Linked DNA regions of Pan troglodytes: region 2 is linked to region 1. Evidence: chromatin contacts called from public Hi-C data. All regions are on one chromosome and are shown on one strand. Each heading gives the region's core, a stretch centred on a gene start, on an enhancer-like site or on the middle of the called end of the contact. The rest is flanking DNA. Distances are from core to core; before and after follow the strand shown. Region 1 overlaps ARVCF (ARVCF delta catenin family member). Region 2 holds the start of RANBP1 (RAN binding protein 1).

What was found. A called contact is a pair of places that touch in the nucleus more often than the background predicts.
Region 2: a Hi-C map of stem cell-derived neural progenitor cells shows a contact between it and region 1, with 3 times the contacts expected there. The contact joins the promoter of RANBP1 here to the enhancer-like site in region 1. A contact is called at or near these places in 2 of 7 Hi-C or Micro-C datasets (blood and stem cell-derived neural progenitor cells) and 1 of 1 datasets of contacts at active chromatin or transcription factors (stem cell-derived excitatory neurons).

The regions. Positions count from the first base shown.
Region 1 is chr23:22,003,398-22,010,120 of NHGRI_mPanTro3-v2.0_pri, reverse strand. ARVCF (ARVCF delta catenin family member) reads left to right here. Exons shown (of 18, transcript XM_016939715.4): 8 at 758-875; 9 at 1,246-1,417; 10 at 3,066-3,137; 11 at 4,559-4,686; 12 at 5,004-5,154; 13 at 5,480-5,678; 14 at 5,761-5,872; 15 at 5,970-6,060; 16 at 6,386-6,439. Among named protein-coding and RNA genes, the nearest start is that of TXNRD2, 34 kb to the right of the region's middle. Within about 2 kb of position 4,105, at least 3 of the 24 cell types and tissues checked have an H3K27ac peak or open chromatin away from gene starts, as enhancers often do. A contact at or near this core is called in stem cell-derived neural progenitor cells, where this site is marked.
Region 2 is chr23:22,146,111-22,152,833 of NHGRI_mPanTro3-v2.0_pri, reverse strand. RANBP1 (RAN binding protein 1) reads right to left here and starts at 2,774. Exons shown (of 6, transcript XM_514990.8): 1 at 2,641-2,774; 2 at 1,136-1,272. The coding sequence starts at 2,655. It overlaps TRMT2A (tRNA methyltransferase 2 homolog A), which reads left to right and starts at 2,961. Exons shown (of 13, transcript XM_001167055.6): 1 at 2,961-3,208; 2 at 3,333-3,422; 3 at 3,703-4,277; 4 at 4,536-4,644; 5 at 4,869-5,050; 6 at 5,237-5,351; 7 at 5,440-5,555; 8 at 5,631-5,742; 9 at 6,509-6,631. The coding sequence starts at 3,399.

The DNA.
Region 1 (6,723 bases), core at 2,856-5,355:
ATAGTGTGGAAGATGGCGGCGAGCTTAGGAGCGCCAGAGCTTAGGAGCTTCAGAGCTGTGGCACAAGTCCTGTGGATGAGAAGTGGGGCCTGATGGAGCTGTCCTCACCCCCAAGTGGTGCCCCAGTCTTCCCAGGGGCACCCTCTGGAGGGGTCTCTGTGGTACCGTAGCCCTGCCCAGCTCTCACCTACCTTCCCATCACTTGACAGCCAGAGGGGGAGCTGGGACCTTCCTGTTCATCTGCCTGGGAGGCTCATCCCAGCCACCTGTGACCTCTGCCCTTCCCCTCCTACCCCTGGGAGGCCCTGCCGACCCCACAGAGTCCTGGGTCCCCACAGTCCTGCTTGTCCATCAGGGTGTTCCCCCGCAGCCCTGCAGGCTCTTGACCTTGGGGTAAGGTGGGGCCCAGAGCTGCCATTGGGGTGGCGAGGGACCCAGAATTGCCCTTGCACAGGTTCAGGTCTCTCTGAGTGCACCTGTCCCTTTCCAGGTCAGCTGGGAGGCAGGGAAACCCTGTCTTTCCCTGCCCAGCTATCCCCAGCCAAGATAGTTGTCTGCCAGGGCTCCCCTTCTGAGGCCTGGGGGCAGTTAGCTTCTCCCCCTTCACTGAGCTCCAGACTGTGGGGTCCTTTCCCATTAGTGCTAGGAGGGCAGCAGCAGGGCCTATTTTGCAGATGAAGACAAGCCCACAAGGCCAGGGTGGAGCCGGGGAGTTTCTGGTAGCCAGGGGTCACCTGGCCTGCTCTTGGCCACACAGGAATGTGAGCTCCGATGGTGCTGAGGCCCGGCGGCGACTCCGGGAGTGTGAAGGGCTGGTGGATGCGCTCCTGCATGCCCTGCAGTCGGCTGTGGGCCGGAAGGACACTGACAACAAGGTGGGCAGGGACGGTCACAGCCTCATACCAAGGGCTGGAGAGACGATCATGCAGGTCCCAGGAGGCTGGAACTGTGGGAGCAGCACAGGGGAATGGGCTTGTGGGTCTGGGGTGGCGTTCTGGGTGTGGCCCGCCTCGCAGTGACCACACTGAAGTGGGCACCGTCCTGCAGGCAGAAGGTGTGCCGTGAGGCAGAGGCTTCCTCCCATGGACCCTCCCTGGCGGTTACCGCCCTTTTGCTCCCCTCCAGTGAGGCCTCCCTGTTCCTTTGCTCCCGGTGCCCTCATGCACACCAGCTGTGGCCAGTCTTTCCTGAGGGCCAGCCCTGTGCCTAGGGTGCCCTGCCCCACCCACTCACCTCTCCCTGCAGTCGGTGGAGAACTGCGTGTGCATCATGCGGAACCTGTCCTACCACGTGCACAAGGAGGTGCCCGGGGCCGACAGGTACCAGGAGGCCGAGCCCGGGCCCCTGGGCAGTGCTGTAGGCTCCCAGCGCCGGAGGCGGGATGATGCCAGCTGCTTTGGTGGCAAGAAGGCCAAAGGTGGGTGGGGCGGACTGGGGTACCATCTCAACTCCTGCCCCAGTGGAAGGCTCTCTGTACACCCACAGCAGCCCATCATGGAGGCTAGAGGACACCTGGTCAGCCCCCAACAGGCAGGCAGGGAAGCCAGGAGTCAAGGAGGCTGGACTGCCCTGGGTCACATGGTTGACGGGACCCAGGTCCAACCTTCCCCATCTACACTGTGGGACCCCCAGGGAGTACACAAGGGAAACCAACCGATGCCCAGACCCAGTCTTTCTACTCTGGGGAGAGTTCCACTTGCCCATGAGTTGGGAAGGAGCCATGGCTGCTGCCTGCTCACTGTTCACAGAATAGCTGTAGACTGCCACCAACCTGTGGGGCAGCCCCCCATCTGCCTGGGCAAGATGCCCTGCACACCTTCTCTACTGCACTAGCAGGGTGTAGGTTCCCAGGACCTCCCCAGCAGCTGTGGGGGACCTGTACGCCACCTGCCCCTGCCCCACTGACCCCAGGCCTCCCTCTTCTTGTCCCCCTGGTGGGTGCTCAGTGCCCAGAAGTGATGGGATGAGGTTCCACGTGCTGCCTGCTTGATCCAGGGTGTGCAGTGGGAACCTGAGGCTTCCGGGAGGGCATGGGGGGGTGATGAGTGCTGCCTGTTCAGGCTCCTCTCCTCTCTCCTCTGCTTCCTCCGGCCTCCCAGAGGAGTGGTTCCACCAAGGTGAGTCCCTTTTTATCCTGCTCTCCAGGCCTGGCGTGTGCAGTGGGTACCTGGGAAGAGGCGAGCACGTTCCAGCCCCAGGGCCCTGCCCCACCCCTGGCTTCATCACTCAGGCTGCCATCTTTATGACAGTGGCAGGTGGGAAGGCCACGGGGCTCATTCTGTAACCTCAGACTTGCCTACCTGGGCAGAGTTGGGCAGAGCCAAGAGTGGGCAGGGCCCGGGGGTACTTGTCTCTAGGGGCACCAAGGAGCAGTCTGTTTCTCTGATAGAATGGGGCATCATGTGGCTCGGAGGGATACAAGGGTCCCATGAGGGTGAGCAGGGCAGGGACCCCAGGTCATCTGGCTCCACTCTGCTGCCTTCTGAAGGGGTAGAAGCATCATCTGACATGGGGAGAGTGGTTGACAGTGGGCTCACTGTCACAGACGTGTGCAAGCCAGGGCTACACAAATGTTAGGTGGGCTGCTGTGGGGTTTCTCCTGGCGAGTAGATCCTGGGACAATGTCCTGACCCCAGCTGGGGGAGTTTCCCCCTAGTTCTGCCTTACTGTGTGACCCAAGTGAGTCTTGTCCTGGTCAGCCTTCAGTTTCTTGGCTTGTATCCACCTACCATCCAGCCAGGGCTCCTGGCTTCCCTCAGTCTACATACCTGGCAGTTGCAAGGGAGCCACCGGGAGGGTCTGTGGTACAGCTCCCAGCACCTGGTGGGAGATGAGTCCTAGGGGCAGGGCTGGGACATCCCCAGGCCCCACTGCCACCAACTCCTATCCCTAGGCTAAACTGTCTGCCCAAACTCTGACAACGGTGCTCCACTCCCACAGGTGCCCAGGCCTGGACATGGGGGTGCCTTTTGGGGCCTGGGTAGGAGAGAACTGTGCCCAACTCTCCTGATACACCCATTCCCCATATGGGGTTTGCCTCACCTCCCACCACCTTTCCCTTCCAGGAAAGAAGGATGGTGAGATGGACCGGAACTTTGACACGCTAGACCTGCCCAAGCGAACTGAGGCCGCCAAAGGTGAGTGGGTTGAGATGAAGCCAGCTCCACTGGGGGATGTCTGGGCTCAGGATTGCCCTGGTAGTGAAGCTTTGAGCCATCAAGCAGGCCTGGAGGGCCTCAGGGAACTGACGGGGAAACAGGCCCCTAGGTGCAGGATTTCCTGGAGGGTGATTCAGCACCAGGACACCTGCTGAGGGTTTAGAATGGGAGGAAGTGCCATGGGTCATGTCAGGCAAGGTTGGGGGCTTGCTCGGCCTCACGGTGCATAAGAGGTGGGAAGGTTTGGAGGGACGCCTCCAGTGGAGGCAGGGCCTCCTGTGTTAGCCACAAAGCTGAGTTATCTGAGGGGGCTGGGAGCCAGGCGGACATGCTCACATCCAGGTTCAGAGGCTGGGCCAGACGAACACCTGCAGGGGCAGGGCAGTGCCTATTGGGCTGTATGCTGGGATCTGGCTTGAGAGAGAGGTCTGTCCTGGTGGGGCCTAGCCAGTTGGAAGAGCCTGCATGTCACCAGGGTGGAGGGCTCCAGCCGCAGGAGGGCTGTGGGGGAGTATTACAGGCAGAGCAGGGCTGATGCAGATACCCCAGCGGGGAGTGTGCTTGGAGTGTGTTGGAGCAGAAAGCCCAGCAGGGCAGGAGTAGAGGGAGCATGGGGCATGAGGACTGGCGACGGTGTGATGAAATGTCACTGGGTGGGTACAGGGGAGATCGAGGTAGTACCCAAGCCAGGCTGAAGCCCCAGTTTGGGGACAGGCAAGCTTGGAAGGCTGTTTTGACCCCTCATTTCTGGAGCACTGGGCAGAGCAGCAGGACGGCGCCTCAATTGCCCGGGAACTTGGAGTGGTTGCCAGGAAGAGTGCCTCCTGTTGCTAGGGCAGCTGCCCTGGTTGCACTGCATCAGTTGACTTACAGAGGGTGGGCTCTATTGTCAGTGGGGGAGGGTGGGCCCTGTTGCTAGGGGGCGTAGCTCTCTGCACAGCTTCAGTTACTGGTGAAAGCAGGTCCTCTTGCTAGGGGGGTGGCCTTGGTTACACAACTCTCAGTTACTGGCCAATGCTGGTCTTGTTGCCAGGGAGGGTGGGCCCTATTACCAGGGGCGTGGCCAGGATGCATAGCTTCAGGGACCTACCTGGAAATGCGGGTCTTGTTGCTAGGAGAGCGTTCCTGGTTGACACCTCCCTCCCCACCCCAGGCCTCCTGGATGCTCCTGCTGCCAGGCAGGTCCAACTGATTGAGCCTCAGTTTGCTCCTCTGTGAAATGGGAACGCTTTTTCCCTTGGGTGACTATATGTTGATAGTAAATATTACGTGACTCATCCACACCCATCCCTGGCCCCAGCTCACCCACGCCCTGGGAGCTCTGAAGCGGGAAGCGGGAGGGGTATGATGGATGAGAGCAGATTCTGGGTGACCGTGGGTGGTGGTTGCCCTGCACCTAGGCTTTGAGCTGCTGTACCAGCCCGAGGTGGTACGTCTCTACCTCTCCCTCCTCACGGAGAGCCGGAACTTCAACACCCTGGAGGCTGCCGCCGGCGCTCTGCAGAACCTCAGTGCCGGCAACTGGATGGTGAGGGACCAGGTCGGGCAGGGTGGGCAAGTCCTGAGAGAGGGAATCCCAGGCACCTCACTGGTGCAGCTCCTGCCTCGGCTGGCGGGGAAAGGAGGGGCCATACCACCACCCCAGGATCCAAGAGGTGTATGGGCTGCGGGCAATGCGTGCACCCTGGACGGTGGGAAAGCCTCGGTGGAGGTGCCGTTGAGCTTTTGGGGTAGGGCTTTGTCGGGCACGGAGCAGGAAGGTCCAGCTGGAGAGAGCGGTCAGCGTCTGGAGGTGGGAGAGTGCCTGGCATGTATGTCTGAGCAACCCTCTCCCCGCCTCCGCAGTGGGCCACGTACATCCGCGCCACAGTGCGCAAAGAGCGCGGGCTGCCGGTGCTTGTGGAACTGCTGCAGTCTGAGACCGACAAGGTGGTGCGCGCCGTCGCCATCGCTCTGCGCAACCTCTCGCTGGACCGGCGCAACAAAGACCTCATCGGTGAGGACGCCTGCGAAGCCCACGCCTGGGCACCGAACTGTGCCTGCAGCTTTGGGGTCCCATCGGAGGGGCTTGGAGGATGAGTGGTTTGGGAGTCCAGGCCCCGGCCCTCTCACTTGGGCGCTGTCCCAACTGGAGGTAGCTCCAGTCCCCCCGGCCCTGTCTCTGAAGCTCAGCGCCCTGCTCACAGGGGCTCCTGTGACCGCCTGCACACAGGCGGTCTCCAGGGGCTCTCCTGGCAGTGCCCCTCGCCCTCGCGGGATCCCTGCTCCTTCCTGGAGAGGTGGGGCAGAGGTGTGTTCTGACACCTAGTCCTGCCCCTCAGGGAGCTACGCCATGGCCGAGCTTGTGCGGAATGTGCGCAATGCACAGGCTCCGCCGCGACCGGGGGCCTGCCTGGAGGAAGACACCGTGGTGGCGGTGCTCAACACCATCCACGAAATCGTGTCCGACAGCCTGGATAACGCGCGCTCGCTCCTGCAGGCACGCGGGGTGCCAGCGTTGGTGGCTCTCGTCGCCTCCAGGTGTGGAGGGGCGGGGTCGGTGGCTTGGGGAGCCGGGGAGGTGGGGGAGGGGCCACCACTGACCCCGCCCCCTGCCCCACAGCCAATCGGTACGCGAAGCGAAGGCGGCGTCACACGTGCTGCAGACTGTGTGGAGCTACAAGGAGCTGCGTGGTACCTTGCAGAAAGATGGTTGGACCAAGGCGCGCTTCCAGGTGCGGCTTCCCTGGCCTGCCTTCCATTCCCTGCTCACTTTGCCTTATTCCCACTCCATGTGCTTCACCCACCCTGTGTCTGTGTTTTATGTCTCAGTCAGCTGCTGCTACTGCCAAGGGGCCTAAGGGAGCACTGAGTCCTGGGGGCTTCGATGACAGCACGCTGCCACTGGTGGACAAGAGCCTTGGTGAGTGGTGGAGCTTAGGGAGCCTAGAGGGTGGCGACCCCAGCTGCCCCAGTTGCCTGACCCTTGGGTGAGGGTGAAGGAGGAGTCAGGCCTCCCACTGAGACGGCTTCCATAGGCCACTTTCCCTGCCCTCTGCCTCTTGGCTACTCCCTTCCCACAGCATCCGCGCTGTTGTCAAGCTGAGGTGAGGCTGCCAGCTGGCAGAGGTTGGGCACCTTAGTGACAGAGAGCCTCTAGGGCTACCTGGGCCAGCCCTGTGTGGGCTTCTCTGCCCCGATCCCCCCTGGCTGCCACATGCAGCCCGCCTCCTCCTCCTGCCTTGCAGAGGGCGAGAAGACTGGCAGCCGGGATATGATCCCCATGGATGCGCTGGGCCCAGGTGAGTGCAGATGCAGTGTGGTTGGTTTTCTGTGCCGGGAGAGGACCAAGGCCTGAAGTGGGCCTGCTGGTTTTATGGGGTGTAGTTGGTGCTGGGTGGAGGAGAGATATTTGGTTTAGGGGTGCTCAGAGGGTGAGGTACAGGGCAGCTAGAGAGGGATTAGTGCTCAGCCAGGGGCTCTGACCCACAAGTGGAGGGGAGTCTGGAGAGTTGGCAGGGTGTTGGTGAGAGCTGGCACCAGCCTGGATCTCCAGGACAGGGTGGGTGGGGGCTGTCTCCCAAAG
Region 2 (6,723 bases), core at 1,525-4,024, 140 kb before region 1:
CAGTGGTTTCAGGGAGATGTCCATCACCCTCTGTGACCAAAGGGTGACACATAGCTCTCCTTTCCCAGGTATCCCTCCTGGCCCCCTTCCTTGGATAGGAAACTCACAGTAGGAATGACTCTCTCTGCTTCCCTCTCCCACCCCAGAGCAACAAAACCTTAACTTGGACTCTTAAAGCAACTTCAAGGATGGGGGGATTCCATGAACTTGAACAGGGAAAAACTACAACCTCATTTTCACTGAGGTGTATAACTAAACATGATGTTCGTTGCAATCCTGAGTGTAGGCGACGGGCCACAGTCTCTGTGGTGCTGTGACACTGTCACAAGACACAAGGCTGGTACCCACCACTGTAGCCAGCTCTTAACTGAAAGCGTCAAGAAGCACATGTACAGAATTTTTTTAAGTGGTTTTAATAACTAAACCATCACCTATTTTCATGTGCTATCGCAAGCATTATGTTGTATGTTAAGGGTGGGCCGGGCGCGGTAGCTGACGCCTGTAATCCCAGCACTTTGGGAGGCTGGGGTGGGCAGATCATGAGGTCAGGAGATCGAGACCATCCTGGCTAATACGGTGAAACTCCGTCTCTACTAAAAATACAAAAAATTAGCTGGGCGTGGTGGCAGGTGCCTGTAGTTCCAGCTGAGGCAGGAGAATGGCGTGAACCTGGGAGGCGGAGCTTGCAATGAGCCAAGATCGCACCACTGCACTCCAGCCTGGGCGACAGAGCGAGACTCCATCTCAAAACAACAACAGACACCGGGTGGGGGATTTACAAGCTTCACGATGCCAAAGAAGTCTATGCTGCAAAAACTTAAAACCCCCTGCTCAACTTAAACCCCCTGGATGCTCAGAAGCCAGTGGCAAAAAAGGGCAGTGGGGCCGCCATGCCAGTGGACAGAGCAGCAATGATGGGATGCCCTTCATGCAACTGGCTGCAGGGCAGCAAGGGCATCTGGTGAAGATTCATGAAAGGAACGGGTTAAATTTCCACGTGGGATTAGTCACCAACTTTAGGCCCTTTCTTTAAGCAGCCTCAGTCTGATTAAAAGTCAGGCCAAAACCTGGACACCCATAAAAGTTGTAACCTCAACCTTAAAGAGTCCTATTTCTGGGACATCAGCCTACTTACATTTTAAAAAGTTCCTCTTCATCTTCTTCCAGTGTTTTAATTTCTTGCTCAGGAAGAGAAACTATTGGCTCAAACTGAGGGTCATGGTTGGACTCGTCTGTATTCTCAGTGGAAGTATCATGGTCCTCATGAGTGTCCTGTGGAGATACAAAGAGGTTACACTGCTGGCCTATGGATCTGGCTCACAACCAGAGCCCAACCAGTGCCTGCAGTGGTCAGCCCCCCGACAATGAAGGGACTTCAGATACAAGGATGGGCCCCACCCCAAAGCAAGAAATTAGGCCCACTCTTCCACACTAGGAAAGCTCTGCGTTTATGCCCAGCTCCATACACTCAGTGCGTGAGCACAGAGTGAGACACCAGAACTTGGGGCCCCTCCCCCAGATTCACAGACATCAATCAGATCTGTGCACAGACTGATGGGGGACCCTACAAGCCGCCAACACTTGCAGAGACTGGCCTGGCAGAAACTGCCTCATCTCTTTGAGCATCAGTTTCTTCCTCATCCATAAAATGCAGATGATACCTGCTGTGTGAAGATCAAAGGACACAATGATGGGTCGAAATAGATTTTGAAATGTTACTTTAAAGCAAAATGTAACTCTTTCAGTTTTTACTAATTAGGAAATAGTTGTGCTCTTGCTTAGTAAAACGAAAAAAGTCGCTACAGGACTGCTAGTATTTACACTGGATTCACAGCTCTGCCAGCAATTTTTTCACAGTTCAGAAAACTAAGTTAATAACTAGATAAATTGTACCGGTGAAAGTCATGAAATCCTGGCCAAATTTAGAGGATAAGAGAGCACCAATAATCATATTTTAGGTTCGAGTCTTCCAGAACACATGCCTTGGTCACCCAAAAGTCCGTAAGAGACCCAAGACTTCACCACTAGACTCAAACTGGAAAAGAAAACATAAGCTTTTCGCTGCTCTTCACTGTTCCCCACAGCACTGCGGCTCTGCAGCGGCCCGCACTCAACCAGACACCGCAGCCAACAAAGCCGCCGCCTGGGTCGGCGCATCTAGGACCTGTGCCCCACGCTGGAACGCGAGCTTCTGCCACAGAGGCCAGTGGCGGTTCCAGACGTAAGAACCGAATGAATGAAGTGCTGCGTGGGCGACGGAAAGAATAAATGCACCGTACTAGTGGGGAGCCCCAAGTGGGCCGAGCCGGAGGAAACCCGCCGCCCGCACCAGTTCCTGGAGGCTGGGGCCGTCCCGCGTGGCGACGGCCGCTCCCCAACCCACCCCAAGGTCACGCGGGGGCCCTGCAGCCCCCAGGCCTCTGCAGAGCCTGCACCCCCAAACGCCCCAACTCCGCAGGCCTCGAGCCCCCAAACCCCACGCGCCCCGACTCCGCGCCACCGAGGCCCAGCAGACGGCCGAGCCTGCAGGCCGGCGGAGGTTGGTGGCGGCGGCGCGGGCCGCCCACGTGGCCGCTGATAACGGCCCCGATCCCACCCGCCCCGCCCGCCCACCCTGTCCCCGCTTGGGCCCGGCGGCACCTTGGCGGCCGCCATGGGGGCGCGGCGGCGGCGGCGGCTCGGCTGGGTCGGTCGTCGCTGGCTCCGCGGCCTCTCGGCGGCTACTCGTAGCTCCTTCCCTCCGCGTCTGGCGCCGGCGCCTCCCGCCCGCCCGCTCTTCCCTCCGCCCCACGACCCGAACCTCGACCCCTGACCCCAGCGGCGGGAAACGCGCCGCGATTCAAAACCAGTACAGCTTTATTGGCTCAGGAGGCGGACACTCTCATTGTCCGGCCCGCCCCGCGCTTCCCGCCAAAACGCCCGCGGCGCATGCCCGGCCCGCCCGTCAGCCAGAGGAGCGCGCACTCCCGGCGACCCCCGCGCGCACTTCCGTCCCGGCCACGCGCGCCGCTAGAGCTGGCTAAAGTGGTTGGGGGTTGGATCCGGCGCGTGACGATGACGTTGCCAGAAGCCAGGATCATAGAGACGCTCGGCCTCCGCCGCACGCGCTGGCGGACTAAGAGTGGCTAGCGAAGCGAGCGGCCGGCGCGGGCCCCTGGCGGGCGGGCGGTACAGCCCCAAGCCTGAGACCCGGACCTGAGCATCGCAGGTTCGAGTCCCGCCCCGCCTGGGGCGAAGCCGAGGGTGGCGGCGACCTCGCGGCGTTGCACCGGCTCTCTGAGCACCTCCCCTCTGAGCACTTCCCTTGTGACAGGCCACTTCCCTTGTGACAGGCCCAGGACGAGGTGGCCAGGCGGCCCCCATGGCGCCCCTGGTCTAGGCGGAGAACCGCCTGGGCGATGAGTGAGAACCTCGACAACGAGGTAGAGTGCGGGGAGACGCTGGGTAGAGACGGGGATGGGGTGGGAGGAGGCGGGGTGGGTCAGGAAACCTGCCAGAGAATAGGTGGGGACGAGGCAGGTGCGATGGGGGAGGAAAGGAGACGGGAATGGGGTCGGGAGGGTAGAATGGGGGAGGGGAGGGGAGAGGCAGGGCTGAGTGCAGAGTGCACCGACGGAGGTCTGGGTGTGCCATAAGGAAGCTTGGGGGGCCAGGCCCCCAGGGCCTAGTCCTCACCCTAGCACCCCATCTGTCCCCACACAGGGCCCGAAGCCCATGGAGAGCTGTGGCCAGGAGAGCAACAGTGCCCTGAGCTGCCCTACAGTCTCGGTGCCCCCTGCAGCCCCGGCAGCCCTGGAGGAGGTGGAGAAAGAGGGCGCTGGGGCGGCTACAGGGCCGGGGCCTCAGCCCGGGCTCTACAGCTACATCAGGGATGACTTGTTTACCTCTGAGATCTTTAAACTGGAGCTGCAGAACGTGCCTCGCCACGCCAGCTTCAGCGACGTCCGGCGCTTCCTGGGCCGCTTTGGTCTGCAGCCCCACAAAACCAAACTCTTTGGGCAACCACCCTGCGCCTTTGTGACATTCCGCAGCGCTGCAGAGAGGGACAAGGCCCTGCGCGTTTTGCACGGTGCCCTCTGGAAAGGCCGCCCACTCAGTGTGCGCCTGGCCCGGCCCAAGGCCGACCCCATGGCCAGGAGGAGGCGACAGGAGGGTGAAAGTGAGCCACCAGTAACACGAGTGGCCGACGTGGTGACCCCTCTATGGACAGTGCCCTATGCTGAGCAGCTTGAGCGGAAGCAGCTGGAGTGCGAGCAGGTGCTGCAGAAACTTGCCAAGTGAGTGTGGGCACAAGACACCCCTCTTGGCCAGGGCTCTGCCCGGCCCTGTGCTTCCTCAGCCTGTCCATGCACCAGTTGGGAGGCCCAGCACAGGATCTGGCGGCCCCTTTGGGAGCTAGCCAGCAAGACACCCACGTCACAGTGGGCACAATGACATCCCAAAGGAGGGGTCAGGAGCCTGGACATTTGGGGAGTGGCCTGGCATGGGTGGGGGGCAGTAGGTGGAGTCCAACCACCGATCTGCTCCTCTTACAGGGAAATCGGGAGCACCAACCGTGCCTTGCTGCCCTGGCTGCTCGAGCAGAGGCACAAGCACAACAAGGCCTGCTGCCCGCTGGAGGGGGTCAGGCCATCACCCCAGCAGGTCAGGCTAGACTTCGGTGGCCACAAACCCCTATCCTGGGTTTTGAAAAACTTTGCTTTTGCTCACCCTTCCTGTTGATCTCCCTGCTTTGTGTTTTCTTCTGGTAACATCACATAGTTGTCAGCTGTTCCTCTTGTTTGACTGCCAGCCCCTGTGGGGAAATCAGGGTTTCCAGGCCCAAGCGCTGGGCAGCCAGGGTAAGGTGCAGCTCTCTCTCCCTGCAGACTGAGTATCGTAATAAGTGTGAGTTTCTGGTTGGCGTCGGGGTGGATGGGGAGGATAACACCGTGGGCTGTCGGCTCGGCAAGTACAAGGGCGGGACGTGTGCTGTGGCAGCCCCGTTTGACACCGTGCACATCCCCGAAGCCACCAAGCAGGTGGTGAAGGCCTTCCAGGAGTTCATCCGGTGAGGACCTGTGATGGGGCTCCCGGGAAGTCCTATGCGGTGTGGGAGCAGAGGGTGGTGATCCTGCCCCGGGAATTCTGGAGTGCCTGCCATTTCAGCCAGATGAAGGAAGGTGTGGCCAGAGGAGAGAGCAGGGGGACTGCTTGCCCAGTTGTGGGCACTTGGGCCAGCTCGTGATTCCCACAGGTCCACTCCATACTCGGCATACGACCCAGAGACGTACACAGGCCACTGGAAGCAGCTGACTGTGCGCACTAGCCGCCGCCGCCAGGCCATGGCCATTGCCTACTTCCACCCCCAGGTCTCCACGGGGGCCCTGCTGGGGGAGGGTGCCTAGCCTAGGTGGGCCTCAGCACAGCCTGATGGGAACTTTTCACCACTTACTCCAGAAGCTGAGCCCTGAGGAGCTGGAAGAGCTGAAGACCTCCCTAGCACAGCACTTCACAGCAGGGCCAGGCAGGGCCAGTGGAGTGACCTGCCTCTACTTCGTGGAGGAGGGACAGCGGTAAGGAGCCCGAGTGGGGCGGGGCAGGTCCCTGCAGGGACTGTGACACTGAAGGACCTGCACCTTCACCCACAGAAAGACTCCTAGCCAGGAGGGCCTGCCCCTGGAACATGTGGCTGGGGACCGGTGCATCCACGAGGACCTGCTAGGGCTGACCTTCCGGATCTCTCCACACGCCTTCTTCCAGGTAGCCCTGAGTCCCTGGTGGGCATGGGGACATGTTGGGGGAGGCCTGACGCACCATCAGGACATGATGGGAACAGTGGGCTCAGGTGAGATTTGGGGGAGTATCCAGGCAGGTGAGCCACAGGGGAGGGTGAAGTAGGAAAGAGGTTGGTCATCACTGATTTGACTCGGGACAACCTAGAGGTACACACGGCAGTGGCCCTTGTCACAGGGAGGATGAGGAGTGGCCCTCAGTGCATTACCACAGGGCACTGCTCTGGGCTCGGCAGGAGGGAGGCCATGGTGGCCTCTGGGCTGGGAAATACTGTTTCACTGTTTGCTCACTGCTGCAGGAAGGCTGTGGGGACCTGGAGCGGCCCTGTTTTTGGAGACAGGCCTGGCAGGACCTCCTGGAGGGCCAGGTGTGGGGGTGGGAGCTGCAGTTGGGTGATTCCAGGTGCCCCGGTGTGAGCTGTGGGAGGCAAAGCCCCCTTGCTGGGGCAGGGAAGGTGCAGCCTATTGGCCTGCGGGGCCTCATGAGCTCTCAACCAAGTGGGGCAAGGAGGAGGCTGTGCTTAGCACGGGCTTGGCTTTTAAAGCCAGGGGCTGGATGAGGGCATCAGCAAGGCTGGTCCAAGGTGGGGTCAGGGAAGACGTTGGGCACCAAGGTGGGGAGTGGGCGCCGGAGGTCCCGGCAGGATGGAGGGACCAGGAATGTGGGCGTCAGGGGGCACCAGTGGCACCACAGGAGAGGAGCCACTGACATCCTGGGCACCGCCTGCCCCCAGGTGAACACACCCGCAGCCGAGGTGCTCTACACAGTCATCCAGGACTGGGCCCAACTGGATGCGGGGAGCACGGTGCTGGACGTGTGCTGTGGCACCGGCACCATTGGCCTGGCCCTGGCCCGGGTGAGCCCTCCTGCCCTGCTGAGGGCACCCTCTCCCCACCCCAAGACCCCCATTGACCCCAGCTCAAAGGCACCACAGCTGACTCCATCATG